2 separate regions of the Oryctolagus cuniculus genome follow, and region 1 is linked to region 2. A link is a contact called in public Micro-C data. All regions are on one chromosome and are shown on one strand. The core of a region is the stretch at or near the end of the contact, and the rest is flanking DNA. Distances in the headings are between cores, read along the strand shown. Region 1 holds the start of SND1 (staphylococcal nuclease and tudor domain containing 1). Region 2 holds the start of ZNF800 (zinc finger protein 800).

What was found. Hi-C and Micro-C count contacts between places; a contact is called where the count stands out from the background.
Region 1: a contact with region 2 is called in a Micro-C map of ear pinna, with 5 times the contacts expected there. The contact joins the promoter of SND1 here to the promoter of ZNF800 in region 2. A contact is called at or near these places in 2 of 6 Hi-C or Micro-C datasets (ear pinna and an unstated tissue).

Annotation. Positions count from the first base shown.
Region 1 is chr3:164,117,407-164,120,365 of mOryCun1.1, forward strand. SND1 (staphylococcal nuclease and tudor domain containing 1) reads left to right here and starts at 1,682. Exons shown (of 24, transcript XM_002712078.5): 1 at 1,682-1,868. The coding sequence starts at 1,791.
Region 2 is chr3:163,846,146-163,848,845 of mOryCun1.1, forward strand. It overlaps ZNF800 (zinc finger protein 800), which reads right to left and starts at 1,360. Exons shown (of 4, transcript NM_001171278.1): 1 at 1,300-1,360. The coding sequence starts at 1,360.

The DNA of each region.
Region 1 (2,959 bases), core at 432-2,931, 270 kb after region 2:
TCCTGGAGAGGGTGATGTGCATAGGTCAAGTTCACTGGAAATGAAGTCAAGGCCCAGAGATGCCAGGATATTGACCAAGTGGCACTCACAAATATGGAAGTCATCCCCGGTCACTGGGTGGAAAAGTGTCAACAACTTCAGGGTCCGGTGCTGTGGCATAGCAGGTAAAGCTGCCACCTGCAGGGCTGGCATCCCTTATGGGCACCGGTTCGCGTCCTGGGTGCTCCATTTCTGATCCAGCTCTCTGCTGTGGCCTGGGAAAGCAGTAGAAGATGGCCCAAGTCCTTGCACTCACATGGAAGACTTGGAAGAAGCTCCTGATCCAACCCAGCTCTAGCCGTTGCGGCTGATTGGGGAGTGAACCAGTGGATGGAATACCTCTCTCTTTCTGCCTTTCCTTTTCTCTCTGTGTAACTGTCTCATATAAATAAATAAATCTTTTTTAAAAAACAATTTCAGCGAGCGAAGGGGTGGGAGTTGGGAAGGGCAGACAGTCTCAATCAGAGGCACAATTCTATAAACAGATGGAACGAGGCTCCACAAAGACTTTTTTTTCCAGAGGATAGTGAATTCATTGTATGGAAGGGGGCACTGGGGACCTAGGAAAATGGTGACCCCAAAGTTGATCCTGGAGTAAAAAGCAAGCAACCTCTTCTCCAAAGAGCCAGAGGGTAACCGGAACCCTGCGTGGAGCCGGGAATTACCATTAAGTGACGTAATACACGCAAGGCGCCCGGCTCCACAGAATGGGCGCGTGACGAATACCAGTTCTCGGTAAATATCCACTGAAGCGTTCGCAGGCCCTGGCTCTTGTCGCAAAAAGCTGGGGTCGGAGGCGCTCACTGCACTTGGCCAGGCCAAGGAGCCTTGGTCTCTTCCGGGAGGCTTTTCCGACCAAAGTCCCAGGAGCATTTGGAAAGCCAGGGCCGGTCCTTCGCCCCCGAGCAGCGGACACGTCAGCCCTCTCGGCGACATGCAGCAAACATGAACGGAGCGCCCTGCAAGCGCTGGATCCCGGCGCCGCAGACTGGAGCAGGACAGAAGGCGCGCGGCGAGCTCTGGAGAAGACCGGCATCCCGGGGAGAAAGTCAAGGCTCTGACTCCCAAGTTCTCCCCATCCTCAGCTCGGGCGCCGAGCCGGAAGTTGGGCAGTGGCCAATACCGACACGCCTACAAACTTGGCCTCCCGGGTTCCCGAGTACACACAGCTCGGTCCCCGAGGGCGGCTTGGCCGCCGGCGGCGCTGGGCTTAACGGGCGGGGCCAAGGAAGAGGGCGAGGCGGCTCCACCCTTGGGGCTCCCATGGCCCCTCGCGCCCCTCGGCCAGACGCTGACGTGTCCTTTCCTTCCCACTACACCTCCCGACACTACCTACGCCGGCTGCCCCGGAAGTCCCGCCCCATATTTATCCCGTCACCGCAAATCAGCTCTTTCAGCGCTTCCTGGTGCTCGCCCCTCGTTTTGGAACTGTGGGGCGGGGCTCCGAGGGCAGGGTGCCTATTGGCTCGAGGTCCGGCGGGCTCTGGGAGCTGATTGGCTGGAGGGCGGTGGCGCTCTGGCACGCTTGCGCGGCGAGTAGAACGTGTGGCGGCCGCGGCGATCGCGTCTCCTCTTTAGCTGTGAGTCCCGCTGTAGCTCCTGGAATCACCCGGCGCGTCCGATCCGTGCATTTCCTGCAGCAGGTCTCCTGCCAGCGCCTGGCCTCAGCAGCCTCTCACCAGCGCCCGACACCCACGTTGGTGCCTCCAGCCTGCCGGTCCGCACCACTCGCTGCCTTTGCTTCTCCACACATGGCCTCCTCCGCGCAGAGCGGCGGCCCTTCTGGGGGACCCGCGGTCCCCACCGTGCAGCGGGGCATCGTCAAGATGGTGAGAGCGGGGCCCGGGACCCCGGCCCCTCTGCCTGCCTTTGGGCTAGGGTCAGGCGTCGACTCTGCTTCCCCTCCCGCCAGCCTGCGTGACCCCCCAGGTCCCCTTTCTCCCGACCCCTTCCTCACTTTTCACCCCTCCTTGGAGTCCTCGCTAGACGGAAACTGGGACCGACTCCCCTCGGTCCTTGTCTTCCGGACACTCCGGCGTGCGGGGCCGCCGTGGTGTTCGCGGTCGTGGCGTTTGGATTCCCGGGCTGTTTGCAGGACTGATCGATTACTGACGGAGAGCGACGATTTGTTGATGTTTGCCCTCCCACTCGCCGTCTTTCTGTCCGTACTGACACAGGCTGAGCAGTTTGCAGGTTTGCGAGGTCCGGACAGGTGCTGTGTTCCGTGGCCACCGCGAAGGCTTCTCTCTGCCCGACGTTCAGTCATTAACTCCGAGTTCTCTCTGGCCCTCCAGCCGTCTTCTCCCTCGTATTTCTGGTGTCTAGTGTCTAGGCCCGAGAGCGCCGGGTCCTTGTGTCCTGACTCTTAACATGTTAGGCCGTTAGGAATCCTGGCGATCTGTGTTGCTACCCCGCCTCTTACAGATAAGGGGAGTCGGTTTAGGGAGAGCAGGAGACTAGCTTGAGGGCACATGGTGGTTTGGGTTGGCGCCAGGATGAGGGCCCGAGTGTTCTGATTCCCCACCCCGTGCTCCTTCCGCTGGGCAGTCTGCCTGATTTTGTTGTTCCCCACTTTCTTCATGTTTGACTTTAACCCTGCAAACTTCATTTTAAACATTTTAGCTGCATCATTTTGAAATATAAATTTGCTGTATCACCTGCCCCCTGGGTGATTCAACTCCCAACCTTCTCAAATCCTAGAACCTGACTTTTTTTTTTGGTTGTTACCATATTTTCTGGTTACAGTAACCGTAACTTCTGGATTTCATTTCAGATTACAATGCTGACTTTTCCATATGGAACAGCAAATATAGTTTATGACAGTTTCTTCCAAGCTATCATAGTTTTTGTTTTACAAAGTTTTTTTTTAATTAATTAATTTATTTGAGAGGTAGAGTTACAGAGAGAAGAGAGCAAGATG
Region 2 (2,700 bases), core at 110-2,609:
TAAGACTATTTTCTAATCAATTCAACCTCAGTGACTTCAAAGTGTTTTTAAGGAAAAAAAATGGAATAACAGCGGAACGTAAAATATAAAAGGGCATCCATCCACAACTTCATACTTCAAAACTAGCAAGCCTCATTCAACATTCAGTGAAACTAAGTGATCTATCTTCACTTCAAATATACAAAATACGCAATGTAAACAGCTACTGAAAGTTAGGTCAAGGGCAGATGAATGCAAATTGGATCACATCCTAGGACTGCCTGTTTTATTAGTGCAGGTGAGTTGCTACTAATCTCAGCAAAGCATAATAGAGATAGACTGAGGTATAAATTTTACTCACACATGTACCCAAGTTTTCTGAAAAGGTAAATTCCTCCCTTTCTCTGATACTATTTTCCCATTAATCATAATTCCCATTAAAAGGAACCCTACTGGGATAAAATCCAAGTACATAAGTGTAATGAGAAAACAAAAAATAAGCAAAAACATTAAAAAAAAACAGAGAAAATATTTAGGTGCAAAATAGTGATATGCACCTACTTTTAAAGTAGACTGAGATGGCCTGTGTTTGATTTAGTGACTGCATGTATATAACGAACCCTTTTAAAGTTGTACCTCTGGATGTGTGTCACAAAACACATCAACATTCTAAGTAGAAAAACTGTCAAGAGTCTATCACTAATCAAATTAGAGTCTGCTCATACTTTTCCCTTCCATAAACTCAACTGGGGAAGGAAAAAAAAAAGTGCCATTGAATAAAGACCTTTAAAATGCTTCTGTACTCAATCTAAATAGTGAGGAGTTTTTCCCATTATTTTGCAATACAGTATGTTCTGTCCAGGAATTTGTATTTTTAAAGGTTGCACTTAGCAAAACCTGAGGCCCCGGAAGAGTTCCACGAACGTGTTCACCCAAAAGTCCTGTTTAGACTTTCAGCATCAGAACCTCTCACTTCAGCTGCAAGGGAACAATTTTCACCAAGACGAACGCTGGCGTCCCACTACCAAAGCCTGCCCTCCTCTTGGGTTTTAAATATTCACGGGGCGCAGGAGTATACTGCAGGCCTGAGCGGCTGATCTCGTGGAAATGATTGGGGGTGACACTTGCAGGAGTTCCTTTAAGGGATCAGGCAGGGGAGATCTCGTCCGTACAAGCTTTTAGCTTCATCACTGGTTTTACGCTGGGGAAAATTACAGCCTGCCCTGCTTCAGGAGCGATTCTTGGGCAGGAGGAAAAGGAAACCCTAAGGTGAAAAGGAGAAGGCAGAGCGGCTGCGACCGAGAGCGAGGAGGGGCATACCTGGTTCACAGCATCCGTGGTGATGGTGGTCAGTCTGACAGTATTTGTCCCTTAAAGGCATTTTCAGTGGGTGCGACCTACTTTCCTTTCACTGGGAGAAGCTCTTCATCGCGCCTTGCCTGCGGAAAGCAGCACAAACTCGTCACGCACCCTGAACTTCCCAGGGGGGCTCCGGCTGCACTTCCCACACGCGGTCCCCCAGCACCCGCCTCCCCTTCGCCTTCAGCGTCGCGCGCGTTCCTCCCGAAACGAAAGCAGCAGGGCGCACGATCCCTTCCTCCAGCCCCCGACTCCTCGCACAGGTTCCTCGCCCTACCCGGAAACGCAGCCGCGGGCGCGCAGCGCAGCGCACGGCCAAGGCCTGGCCGGCGGGCGCGGGCGGCGGCGGCGGCGGCGGCGGCCTCGCCGTCCCGGGCGGGCCGGCGCGCGGCGAGGGGCCCTCGGGGCGCGGCGGGCACGGCCGGGCTGCGGGGCTCCGGGCCGGCCAGGGCTCCGCTCCCGCGCGCGGCCGGCCCCCCGGCCGGCCCACCCCGCGTCCTCCCGCCACGCACGTGCGTTGGGGTCTCCTCGGCGGGACCCCGGTCCCCAAAGCCCAAGTGCGCCCAACTTACTTAACTCCTAGGGCGGGCCGGCGGAAGGCAGGCGGGCAGGCCGGACGGCCACCGGGACAGCCTGGCGCGGGAGGCGGCCGCTGGCCCCACCTGGCGCAGCCCCCCTCGGACCGCGCGAAGGGAAGCGGGGTTCGGGCCGACGCGCTCCCAAAGAGTCCCCGCCGGCGCTGAGGCGGAAGCGCCGCAGCTCACCAGCGGCGGCGGCGGCGGCGGCTCACGGCGTCCCTCCGCGCTGTGGGGCGGCCGGGCGGGCGGCGCGCGGGCGCGGGCAGTTGACAGGAGGAACCGCCTGGCAGCCGCAGCGGCGGCCGCCGAAGGAGCCGGAGCCGGAGCGGGCGGGACCCGAGGCGCCCCTCGCCGGGGCAACGGCTGCCGCCGCCGCAGCCCGGCTCCTCCCAGCGCCGCTCCACCTGCAACGGTCCCTCAGGCTTTTGGAGAGGGCGGAGAAGAACGGGGGTCTCCCCCCACCGTGGGCTTTTTGGTAGTAGTTGTTGTTTCAGGAAACTTTTATTAAGTCGGTCTCTCTCTCTCTCTCTCTCTCGTCTCCCCCTCCCCGGAGAGCCTGAGCTGCCGCCGCGGAGCGGGTAGGAAGGGGGAAGCAGAGACTGTACGGCAGCGACAGGGAGCGACTGACTGACCCCGGACGGAGATGGGGCGAGGGCAGGAAGTGACAAGCTCGGCAGTGGGTGGGGGGAGTGTGGCCGGCGCGCCCGGGAGCGCCGCGCGCATGCGCCCGGCCGGGCAGGGGAGGGCGCCGGCCGCTCGGCCGCCCGCGCTCCCGCCCGCCTGC